Linked DNA regions of Mus musculus: region 2 is linked to region 1. A link is a contact called in public Hi-C data. All regions are on one chromosome and are shown on one strand. Each heading gives the region's core, a stretch centred on a gene start, on an enhancer-like site or on the middle of the called end of the contact. The rest is flanking DNA. Distances are from core to core; before and after follow the strand shown.

Region 1 (6,042 bases), core at 2,417-4,916:
ACAGAAAATTAAGTGACCTAAAAAGAACATAAACCCCGCCTTCTGCATCGCCCAATAGTATAGAAGGAGAATATTAACATGCCCCAATTGGGTGAGTTTTCTATCCACAGGGCGTTGATGAAAGCCACTCTGTGGGGCTTGCCTGGTGCTGGTGCGGTCTGTGAGACCCTGAGGAAAGCCTTGCAGGAAGGCTAGCAAGCTAGGCTCATCCAGAACTGCCAGCTCGGGTGTGCATGAGGTCATCTTCAGCATGGAAGCGTCAGGGCAAGGGCTGCTGACCTAGCTCAGGGCTGTAAGACTCAGTTCTCAAAACAAGATGGGAACAGTGCTTCTTCGGAGTCTGTGAAGTCCCACAGTGCCGAATGTGACAACCTACAATGTTCAAGGCAGCCTGCCGTTTTGCCCAGACACAGTACAGGGAGCCTGCGTTCATCTCCTGAGGAGGATGTTGGAGAATGTGAGGTCAGTTTTAACACTATGGGTCTTAAACACCTACGCATCGTCAGCACTGTTCTAATGTTGATATCATTCTGATTATTCTCCTGCTTCAACCTCTCCGGTGAACTCTGAGGCTGAGTATTCCTCTGTATAATTAGCCCTTCAATCATCCCATGTCTAAAACTGACTCCTGGTCTCCTTCTAAACTGCTCAGTATTAAGTCATCTCTTAAAAAAAAAAAAAAAAAAAAAAAAAAAAAAAAAAAAAAAAACCGCTGGCTCCTTCCTTCCTCAAGCTCAGCCTTTGTGCCTTTGGGTCATCAGCAATCCTCTCCCTCCCTCCTTCCCTTCTCTAGTCAGCATAGCTCGATGACTCTACCTTTAGCATACAGATGCACCTTGACTTACCACAGGATAATGGCACAGCAATCCCATGGTGAGTAGAAAATACCATATCGTAAGCTAAAAACACAGTTGATGCACCCATCCTACTAAAACTCATTGCTTAGCAACAGAGAACACTTAGAATATTCATTTACCTGTATAGCGCCACACATGGCTGATAAAAGATCAAGAGTCACAGCTCAAAGTAGTTTTGCCAAATGAAAGCCGCTTCTGTGCCTTATAAAGCCAAAACATGGTTGGTTCAGTCATCCAAAGTCTGAGACCCCGAATCTGACACTTGTAACCACCGTCCCTGCTAAGCCAAGCCTGAGCCACTTCTTCTTAGATCTAAGCACCTTCCCTCTACCAGGCCAGCCAGCTGCTGCTCTCTCACTTCTGGCCATCTCATTTCCAAACTCCAGCCACCTGACTCTTAGGAAATGGAAGCCAGATGGTGCCACATAGCTACTTGCCATCGTCGGGCAAAGCTGGTTTCCACTAAGGGTTCCACGCCCTTTATGATGTGAGCTTCTATCCCTTGCTTGCCTTGCTTCTTTAGCGTACACTTGGCTGCTTGCTCTTCATCAAAGAAGCTTAGATGAACTATGCATCTCAACAGAATCTTTCCCCCAAAACATCCACACAACCACTCTCTAACTTAAAGTCTCTGTTCAGTTTCTTCTTCATATTTATTGACCTTTGACACTGTGCCCCTTAAAGTGGCAGTCTCCTCGGTTGTCTCATGACCTTAGAGCCTTCTCTGCTTCGAATGTCTGCATTGCATTAGCTACCGTTTAACCCTTAGAGTTTCGCTTCCTTCTCCTTTCTTACTAGTATATAAAGTGTCATGAATGTGTTTTATACAGCTACATAGCTGAGTCTGATCTCGAACTTTTGATCCTGCCTCAGCCTTCCAGGTGCTGGAACTACACTCATGTACCAGTGTGCCTGGCTAACGCAGAGATTTGGGACTATTTGGTTCCTAACTGTATCCATGTATCCAAAAAGGAAACTGACAATACAAAGGAGGTGATATATATATAATATATATTTTAAAATATATATATTTTAAAGGAATGTTCCGTTGGCTTTCTAAAACAATAGATGGATCCTCTCCAGATGAGAAACTACCCATATTTCTCTTTGGGTCCTTCCCCCTCATCTTTCTGAGCAGAGGAAGACGTGCACTGATTTTTCTTGTTCTATAAAATGTTACTAGGAAGCAAATACGTCCTTTGGTACTTTTTGTACATCCTGTCTGTTCGGCTGGAGTAATTAATTCTTGCTCCTGCTGCCTGGCTTAGAGCCGGCTCCCAGGAGCTATGATTCACCAACCTGAGCCTAGGCCCTAGCCCTGTTCTGACTGGTGGTGCCATACCATGTAGCAATAATGTACTGCCCTTCAGCTTCTTCACCTAAAAACCCCAGGGACAATGACCTCCAGGTCTTTGTCCCATCAGGTTGATAAGCAGAAGTGGTGGTGGGCAGTTCGGATGCTGGCTAGCCAGAGAGGGCAGAATGTAAATGCTTTTCTTTTCTTTTCTTTTTTCTGAATCCACAGGCTGAATCAGTTCAGCCTGGCAAGTTGCCAACTCGGAAGAAGGTCCCAAAAGTTGACCAATAGAGGTTGACATGGTGACACCTGCCTGTAATTCAAGCATTTAAAAGGTTGAGGCCAGTCTGGGCTGTAAATCCATACCCTTTCTAAATAAAATAATTTCCCCCACCCCACTAAAGGAAGTAGTTTCTAAACATGGTAGCACCACAAATGGGCTGGAACTGGGGTTCTTGGCTCCCCCTTTCCAAAACTCAACTAACTGAATGGTGTGAACCACCAGAGGTACCAGTGTTGCCAGAGATGCAAGCACCCCTTTAAAACTCCAGAGCAATCCTTGCCAGCCACAGATGAGCGAATCCACCATCCTGACTGTAAACCAAACATCTGGGTGGGAAGTAACACAATTTCAATAGTAAATAACTTTGTTCCCAAATATGTAATAGAGACATGGCACAACATGCTTGTATATATCTGTGAAATGCAAGTCACTAACAGAACAGCAGGGCAAGGACTAGAAGGGATGGGGTTAGCCAGGCAAAATCTCTGACTATGCTAACAGCATCCAGCTGATCGAAGCCATTCAAACCCTCGCGTTGCTTTTGTCAAAACCAAAATCCTCCAGTGTCCCCCTGTGTGGCTCAGACTGGCTTTAGCTTTTCAACACCCCAGCCTCTGGAGCTACCGCAAGCCTGGGCTCTGTTTTTTCATGCACCTTCGGTCTCACTTAAGTGAGATAGATCCCTAGGGCTCAAGGGCATTAGCACTTTTGCCCCAGCCCACAGAGTTCTTAGGGAACAGCGATGTAAAAAATGCCACAGGGCATATCACTTACTACGAGGCTACCTTTTCCCAGAGTCATGCTCTGTCCTTGAACCTGGACACCCATCTGCCACCGCAGAGGCCGGACAGAGAAGGAAAGTCAACAATGAAGTGACAGGCACTTGAACTGTGCCCTGAGTTAGAGAGAGCTCCTCGGGTTCTATAGAGACAGAGGGCACAGGCTGCCTGAGCAAGGCCAGCATGCCAGTTTCATAGCGGGACACCTGACATGTTTGGCCCGGCCCAGGACACACTGGCAGCTCTTTCCCTAGAGCTTCCTCCTTTGGAAGGAACTAAAGTTCGCAAGATTACAGCCCACACGCGAGCGGGTGCCTTACCTCCTCCATTGTGGTCCTCCTAGGCAGCGACTGGGAGACAATGCCAGCTTCCCAGAGTTGGATCCTGGGGCCAACAATGCTCTCGCCTCCGCCAGCCAGCTTGCAGTCACTTCGCCTGTCCCGGAGGAGCTGGAGCCGGGGCTCCTCACCTGCTCCACCTGGGCTGTGGCTCCTCCCTCTCTCGGGTGGGCGGGCCTCCATCCTGCCAGCCGGACCTGCTGCATAGGGGTAGGGGCCGGTGTGTGGGCAGAAGGCCACTGGTCCCGGGCTTCCTTGCCATCACTCCCTTTGCACTGGTTTCATTTTGTGCCTGAGTCGGGTCCTCTCCCATCACATCCCATCTGGGGGAGTTTCTGAGAGCTGAGTACATCTTGTCCCTAAAGTTAGACTGAAAAAAAAAAAAAAAAAAGCTCAGGACACCGTGATCTCCTTTAGTGAGCGCCCTCACCCAACTCCGCCCCTGCTGATGGCTACTTAATTTCACAAAAGCTGCTCAGGGCTCCTAGAAAAGAAAGCTCTTAAGTGTCGCTAAGCTGGCAGGTGCTTTTATTGGGGGGGGGGGGGGGGTGAGCGGAAGCTGAAATAAATTACACCTGTTTTTAAAGACAGGCATGGTCGCGGTGTTTTAAGACATGAATCCCTTTAGCTCTTACAAGTAGCCCTGGAATCAAGTTCAGCTGTCCTCCTTTTAGCAGGGCACTAACTGGAGCTTGGAGAGATGGCCTTAACTAGCTCGGAGTGATGCTGGTAGGATGCTGAAGGAAAGGAGCTCTGATGGACAATGACTCCGGGTTCTGATTTCTTTGCTGTTTCCTGCCTGAGCTGATCCTGGCTGGAAACCCAAACTTCAGTTCCTAGATTTGGGGTGGGGGTGGGGGTGGGGCAGCAGATCTCTCAGCTGTCCTGGGGATTGGAGGTGGGCAGGTGCTCTGATTTATATACGGCCTGCTGAGTTTCATTGCTTTTTATGGACTAAAAAAAAAAATGTTTTTGTTTGTTTGTCTGTTTGGTTGTTGTTTGGTGCAGGTTCTCCTACTCAAGCTGCCTTCAAACTCACATTATAACTTGGAATGCCTCCAACCAAATCATTATTGTTGTCTTCTCTGTTTATAGCCCTGGCTATCCTGGCTATCACTGTGTAGACCAGGTTGGCCTCAAACTCACAGAGATCTATTTGCCTGTGTCTCCCTAGTGCTATGATTTAAGGCATGCACCACCATGCCTGGCTTTCAAAGTCTTAAAAAAGGTCGGTAACCGTAGGCCATCGAGGCGTCCCTGAGACGCTGCAACACTGAGAGGACAGTGAAGGTGTGCTGACTACCACACAACACCCACTGTTGGGTAGGCGAGACATGGGACCAGTACTTTGTCCACTCCAGAGTCACTGTCAGACCCTATGTGAGATACACATTAGACAGCATGCTTCCATGTATAAACACTGGCTCCTCAGACTTCAAGGCTTGAATGTGAACATGATTTTAGCAATAATCAGAATAAATTGTATATATCCCATGATTACCTTAAATACTTAAATTTTATTTTGTGTATTGAACACAGAAATTCATAATAAACAGTATTTATAATGGAAACAAAAAGTCTTAAAATAATAAGATTCCCTTGTCTTGACAGGAGCAGGGGAAGGAGAGTAGGTAGGAAGTACTGCTTGCTTGTCCCCTAAGAGGTAACCGACTGCACGATTTTCACTTTGCCCAGCACTGCTCACAGTCCTTTGCTGTCTTTCCTCAAGGCCAAGGGTCCTTTATGACCTATGCTCAGCACAGCTCTGCGCCCCAGGGGCCATTGGGCCTCCAACATCCCCATGGTCCCAACACAAGGGCTCCCCCTGGTGGCGTCAGGACAGCCTACATGGCCGAGGATAAGCAGGGCTTCAGGGTCTCCTAGAGGTTTCCTTTGGTTTGGCCCTAAACTAGTTAGAGTGGTGAGTCCTAGTGTTTACGAGGTACCTTCATTTAGCTGTTGGGCGTGGGGACTATATTGCCAGTAGGCTTGGCCTCCTCCTCCTTCCCTTGGGCTCTTTTGAATTTCCTGGCCTTTTCCTATACTTACTACGATCTAACTGTAGTTAACATTTAGAAGCTAGGATCTGCATGTGGGCAAGGAAGAGGTAGTTTTATTTCTAAGCCTGGGTTACCAATATAATGTTTCTTACTTCTATGTTTTCCTATGAATTTTATAACTTGGTTTTACTTTACAACTGAATACAATTCCACCTTGCATGTGTAACCCATTTCATTACCAGTTCATCTGTTGATGGACATCTAGGCTGATTTTTGTGTTAAGAGAGAGAAAGAATATGATGTTGAGTGAGTGGAAATGGCAGGATCTGGGCACAGTGGAGAAGGGGAAAGAGTATAACAAAATATATTGTATAATTTTTAAATTAATTAACTCTTCTGTGTGTATTTTGTCTGCATGTATTTATGTGCAGTACAGGTCTGAAGTGCATGCAGAGCCAGAAGAGGGTTGTTTGTTTGTTTGTTTGTTT
Region 2 (6,042 bases), core at 2,214-4,713, 38 kb before region 1:
ATAGGACTATCTGCAAAGCGCAAATACACTTACACACACACACACACACACACGATTCAAGTGGTAGACTTGTATGAACACACTTGCAGGCTCTTCCAAGGCCCCATATGTGGGCATTTTTTGCTACTTCTGAAGTAAATAGCCTCTCTATTCCCTCTCATCTAACTCAGACATTCCCTGAATCAGGATTACCCTCTGCCACTTTTTAATGGGAGAAAGCCATTTTTATAGCTCATGAATAACACATTAACCAACCCTGCTATGTACTGACAGCAACCTAAAAAGCTAACAGTTACCCAGGGACCAACCTGCTTTGTTCACACAAACTCTAACTGCTGATTCAAGAGGGATGCCAGCCAGCTTGGTCTGCATGAAAGAGCGATGGGAAGCAACATCGTCTAAAGAACTCCATCACTGTTGGCAGGTAATGAGATATTAATATTCCAGAAACAACAAGGATAGTCAGGTCAAGTGTAGAAGAAGTAGCTAAGACTCACTGGGCATCATCTATGTCCTGCTTGGTAGATACACACTGGTATCCATAACACAATGAGCGAAATACTATCATGTGTCTGTCTATTTGCAGTTGTGAATGTCAAAGCTCTGTCATGCCCGTACTTTTCTCAACCGTGGAGGAGGGACTTGACCTCATATTGCTCTGACTCTGGAAGTTCTTGGGTTATGCATTTTGTCTCAGGTTTAATACATGGAAGAGGTACCAAAATTAAAGATGGCTGCCTTTGATGTCATTGGGTTCTTAGCAAAATAATTACAGTGTGTTTTCCCCACCCTCCAATACAGCAAAAATACAAAACCTTCATCAATAAAGATTGAAGTCACGAAGTGTTTTTACTTAGAGAAAACTGTCATTCTGTGCTTTAAGCACTGTTCTGAGAAGGGGGATTAAATCTCCTGTTTACTATACAGAAGAATCAAGTTTAGATGATATAAATGGTTGAAACTTGGGGTGTGGAGGCCAATTTTCCCCCAGAGTAATTTGGAAGAGTGCTCAGTGTACCAAACGTGCTGGAGAAATACATGTTAAATGAATTAAAATCTGATCTAACAGCAGCAACAACAACAACAACTAGCATGTACTGAGGATTCTAGCTACTAAGCTCTCCAGTGATCGATGTTTGGAAAATAGGACTCTGCATTATTCTTATCCTTGGGCTTGTTATGTAAGCTACTGTCCCAGACACCATAATAAACACTTCACAACCCTCATCTCATTTGACCATTGTACATAGACAAAAGCAGGTTTTCTGAGGTTAAGGCATACTTTGTATTCCAAAAATTGGGTGGTAGTGCTGGGATTCAAAACCTGGGTTCTCATTAATTTCATGCCTGACCATACCAGAAAATTTCAAGGTATTTTTCCCATTATGATAAATCTATGCCCAAATCTAATATCTGTATTGAAGGTTAGCACTTGAACAAGAGAGATATTCTCTAGCAAACACCAGTTTCCATGGAAATTGTATCTAAGGCTTTTGGGCATTATGACAGTTATATGTTCAAGCGACATCTGACTTGTCATTGACAAGACAAAGTCCAAACTTCTTAGCATGGTATTTAATATACAGTTGCCTGCCCTTTAGTATCTATAGAAAATTGCTTCTAGTATCCATGCAAACAAGAAAGGCTGCAGATGCCCACATTGCTTTATAAAATGCTTAATATGTACACAGAACCTATACACCCCTCCCACGCACTTACCTCACCTCTCACTTATTAGCATGCCTAGTGTGACTCCAGTGCTGTGCAAATAACTATTGGACCATATGCTCAGAGAATGGGGACAAGAAATGTCTTTAGATGCTCAGCAGACAGAATTTTTTTTCAATTTTTTCACCTAAGGTTTATTTAAATCTATAGATCAGAACCCAGAGGTACAGATGGCTGATTATATTTTATAATCTGAACATATTAATTAATTATTCTTCTATATCAGGATTCTTTTGTCTGTTTATTCCTCTTTATTACTGCCTATATTCAACATATTTTTTTTTCCATTTTGGCTTTCTTTTTTGTTAGTTTTTTCCCCCCATTTTTTTGAGACAGGGTCTCACTATGTAGCCCAGGCTGTCCCTGAACGTGTGTCACTTCTCCTGCCTCAGCCTTCTTAGTGTTTGGATTGCAAGCACATGCTACCACACCTAATTGTACTTCCATCTTGACTGTTCATCCAGCCAGCCATCTGTCAATATGTCCTGGGCATGGTTACTCTGGAGGAACACTCTGCTATATCTCCATCTATCTTACAGTATCATGAAAGAGAATGAAAGGTAGACACACACCCCCGCCCCGCTTATTGTGTAGGCTATTCCACAAATTAGTTCCTCTTCCATGAAGCCACCTGAGTCACGTGGCCCTTTTTAATCTGCTTTGCCTTTCATTCTTATCATATGTACCTGTATCATAATTCACATATAACAAAACCCCAGTTCAGATGGGAGCTGTGTTCTAAAGCCAGCATAATGGGGCAGAATAGTTAAAATTGCCTCAGAAAATCCTATAGGAAGATAGTGCCATACAGGAAACAGTCTCCCAATAGACCCCTCACAGCTCTCAGTGTGAAATGACTTGCTGTTGCTATGGTTAAAACGCCAGAGAAATCTTCATTTAGTGCCAATATGCCCAGTAACATTACATGCATCCTGAGATGTTTCCAGAATGATAGCCATGAGATCAGGCTGACTCTGAGCACTGCAGAGGGTCACTGACACCTCAGCTGTCACTCTGGGCCTGTGATCACCATGGCTAGAGCCATCTATGCCATTGTCACTTTCACATAGTTGTATGTAGAATGCAGCTGCACTGGCCCATCTGACGCTCAACTCTCCAATGGACATTCAACTAGGAATTTCCAGAGCACATGAATTATGTCTAGCACAACCCAGGCAGAACCTGGTTGAACAGGGCCACCTCCACAACCTCTGGGTATACAACATGGTTCACAATGCTCCTATCTGCTCTACAGTCCCATTTTTATACTGCCCACATTCTGATTTCATTCAACTCTCTTGCTCCACAAACAAGACTATGTTACACATCCTGTCTCCTCCTGTAGCATTTCTTTGCTATCATTCTATTGAGCAAACAAACATTCATCCTCAACACTCGACTTAAGTGTGCCCTCGTCTCTGATGGGTTGATTGGACCAACATCTCTATTACCACCCTCCCTCCAATCCTCATCCTTTGGCATGTGAGTCTTCAGTGCTCCCCCACTCTGACTCTGGACTTGGCCAGTGATGTGCTTTGAGAAATTTATCCTCAGTGAAAGAGACCTGGTAAAGGCTGGGAAAACATGAGTGCTCACACCACTGTCTTGCTTGTCTGCTGCCACCAAGAGGAGAACATTTCTGTCTTATGATGCCAGTCAATGCTAAGTCTAAGTACTCATTCCTGGAAACAATTCTCCATCAGTCCACTTCCAGAGCTGCAGACATTGAACAAGTCCAGCCAGCATCACTAATGGTCTGTAAACACATGAGCTAGTCTGGAGCCATAATGCCTGTCCCAGAGGACTTGTGGTACAAAACTCCTTTTCTAAAGATTACTAATGTTGCAATGGAGGAGTACTTCTCTAAAGATTTCCTGGACCCCACTGAGGAAAAAGGGGCTGCTCTCTCACCCATGCAACCTCTGGCCCATATGCTTCCTCTATTACAGACAGCGTGCTATAGCACTGTGAACATCTGATGGATGAATGGAAGTAGGCTAGTGTTTGTTTGCTTGCTTCTCCTCCTAAGACTGTCCTTGCCAAGAACATCTCTCGGAGGGAGTGAGGCTTAGTCAAAATGGTTTGAACACATTGGGACAGGAGTCATGACCCTGGAGAGTAGGACATTTCTAAAGCTGGCCATCTGGGGCCATAAAATGAGTGCCAAAGAAGCAACTTTGCAGTTCCCAAGCGAAAGAGCAAACACACAAACTAGGCAGCCCAGGCCAGGCCACGCCACTTCTGAGATATATTTTTTTGGCTAAGTGAATTAATGACCTGACCCCTCCATAGTGAAATTCTCAGGAGGGGGGGCACCAGAAACAGAACATCTTTTATCCCATTTCCAATGCCTAATACCAGAGCTGCCCAAAGCACTCTTGAGCCTCTTATTTGATTTATAGCTAGGAAGGCCAATGTTTTAATGTACTAAATCCACTTGTACAATGAAGAAGTACCAAGTACTTCAGAGGATAATGTTTGCAACTTAACATTAGTATAGAAGTTGAATGCATCTTACTTTATTTATTTGAAACCAGGAAGTTCCTATTTGCTTTGTAAGTCTGTTCTTTCTGCAGCCTTTCTGGGGGATATGCACACTGGTTTTGAGTGACTTGCCTGTGCTTGAGAAGGCCCACAAGTAACCCCCCACACACACACACCCCCGTGGGCTGCACTCTTCCATAGGAGAGGAACAGGTACTCACCTATCTGGAGACAGGGGACCCTCCTTCATAGTCTCTGCAAGAGCAAGAGGCAGAGAGAAAGCAGGTGTTGGTAGCAGTCTGGTTAAAGTGAATGATGCTCCCACCCTGGTACCCAAAGGACTGGCTATCTCTAAACAGCAGCTCATCCCTCTGTATTCTGGTGTTATTCATGGGCACTTTGACCTCTATTAAGAGCAGTAACCCTTAATCTCTTAATTACTTGTTTTTACCACATGGACTGGCAGAGAGAACGACTTACCATGTGTTCTCAATGACACTCAGATACACTGAGCATGTGCAGTGTGCCAAGCATAGTCAAGATACTTTCTCACAACAGTTTCACAAGATTAGAGGTTCCATAGTCCCAGCTTCACAGGATAGGAAATGAGGCTCACTGACTACCCTCCTCAACCTGAAACAGCTGCTGGGATGGAGCTGAGAGCCACAAAGCCTGTTTTATTATAAGAGATGTAGTGTTTTGTTCTAGACAGTCACCTTCCCTTTTGTGGCAATAGTCTGAAGCCTGCGTTCTTTAATAAGTATAAAATCATAGCCAGGCATGGTGGCAGACATCTTTAATCCCAGGACACAAGAAGCAGATATCAGAGTTCAGAGACAGCCTGGGCTAAACAGAGAAATCCTGTCTCACAAAACAACAACAAGGCAGGGTGGGGTGGGGAATCACACTTCGTCTTCTCTGGTGAGGAGCTGCCACATTTCCAGTACACACTTATGGAAAGCTCTGTCTCTGCATGTGTCCTTTCTTGAAAGGTGAAGCTGATGGTGACCTGTAGTGCAGGTCCTCAATGCGCATGTGGTTCCCTGGGCCAGCATGCCACTACCTGCTCAAAAGGAAAGTGTTCAATCTCCCTCAGGATGGAAAGCTCTAGTTTTCTAAACTCAGATGATTCTGTCGCTGGCTTCATTATGAGAGCCACCGAGTGTAGTTAAAGCCATCTGTAACCTTGTGTTTTCCACATGATCTCTTTGTTTCCAGAAATGATGACTCTGAGACTGAATTATATATGAATAAATGCTTAGGCCAAAAGCTCAGGTCTGCTCCCCAACTAGCTCATAACGTAATTACCCACTTTTCTATTCTGTGTGCCACAGGGCTAGTTTCTTCTCAGGTTCATGCCGCTGTCGCCAGGAGCATTCTGGTGTAAATCTCCTGAGTCTGACTAGTTCTCAAAATCCCACCCACCTCTCCCTATCAGAATTCCTACCTCCTATTTCCTGCCTCAGCTCATTGGCCAGAGGCTTTTTTATTGATAGGTGATTCTTCCATACATTATGTAAAGATTCGTTCTACATCTGAGTTAGGGAAATTCAACTATGAGGTTGCCCAAAGCAGACAAAAGAACAATCAAAGCCTGTATTAGCTCTGCTACCACACCATCTGCTGGTACTGACAGCGTGGTAAAACAAACATTAGCACATCACCCACTACACAGAGCCTCGAAGTGTACATTCCTCTCTTGCTCATTGGAGGAGCAAGAAAAGATGTTTAAGACATCAGGATGATGACACTGGGGTATGACTGGAAAGGAACAGAGCTGTTCCTTTAAATAGCAGAGGAAGAGACATTAGAACACAGAAAAATGGCTTCC

Evidence for each region. Hi-C and Micro-C count contacts between places; a contact is called where the count stands out from the background.
Region 2: a Hi-C map of uterus shows a contact between it and region 1, with 4 times the contacts expected there. The contact joins the enhancer-like site here to the promoter of Fyb2 in region 1. A contact is called at or near these places in 3 of 39 promoter capture datasets (liver and trophoblast stem cells), 9 of 484 Hi-C or Micro-C datasets (cerebral cortex, cumulus cells, liver and 2 more), 4 of 115 datasets of contacts at active chromatin or transcription factors (bone marrow-derived dendritic cells, embryonic stem cells, intestinal villus epithelium and 1 more) and 1 of 9 other capture datasets (pancreatic islet).

Annotation. Positions count from the first base shown.
Region 1 is chr4:104,911,185-104,917,226 of GRCm38.p6, reverse strand. Fyb2 (FYN binding protein 2) reads right to left here and starts at 3,666. Exons shown (of 20, transcript NM_001162980.2): 1 at 3,537-3,666. The coding sequence starts at 3,545.
Region 2 is chr4:104,949,277-104,955,318 of GRCm38.p6, reverse strand. It overlaps Fyb2 (FYN binding protein 2), which reads right to left. Exons shown (of 20, transcript NM_001162980.2): 4 at 4,433-4,466. Among named protein-coding and RNA genes, the nearest start is that of Fyb2, 39 kb to the right of the region's middle. Within about 2 kb of position 3,463, at least 6 of the 459 cell types and tissues checked have an H3K27ac peak or open chromatin away from gene starts, as enhancers often do. A contact at or near this core is called in uterus, where this site is marked.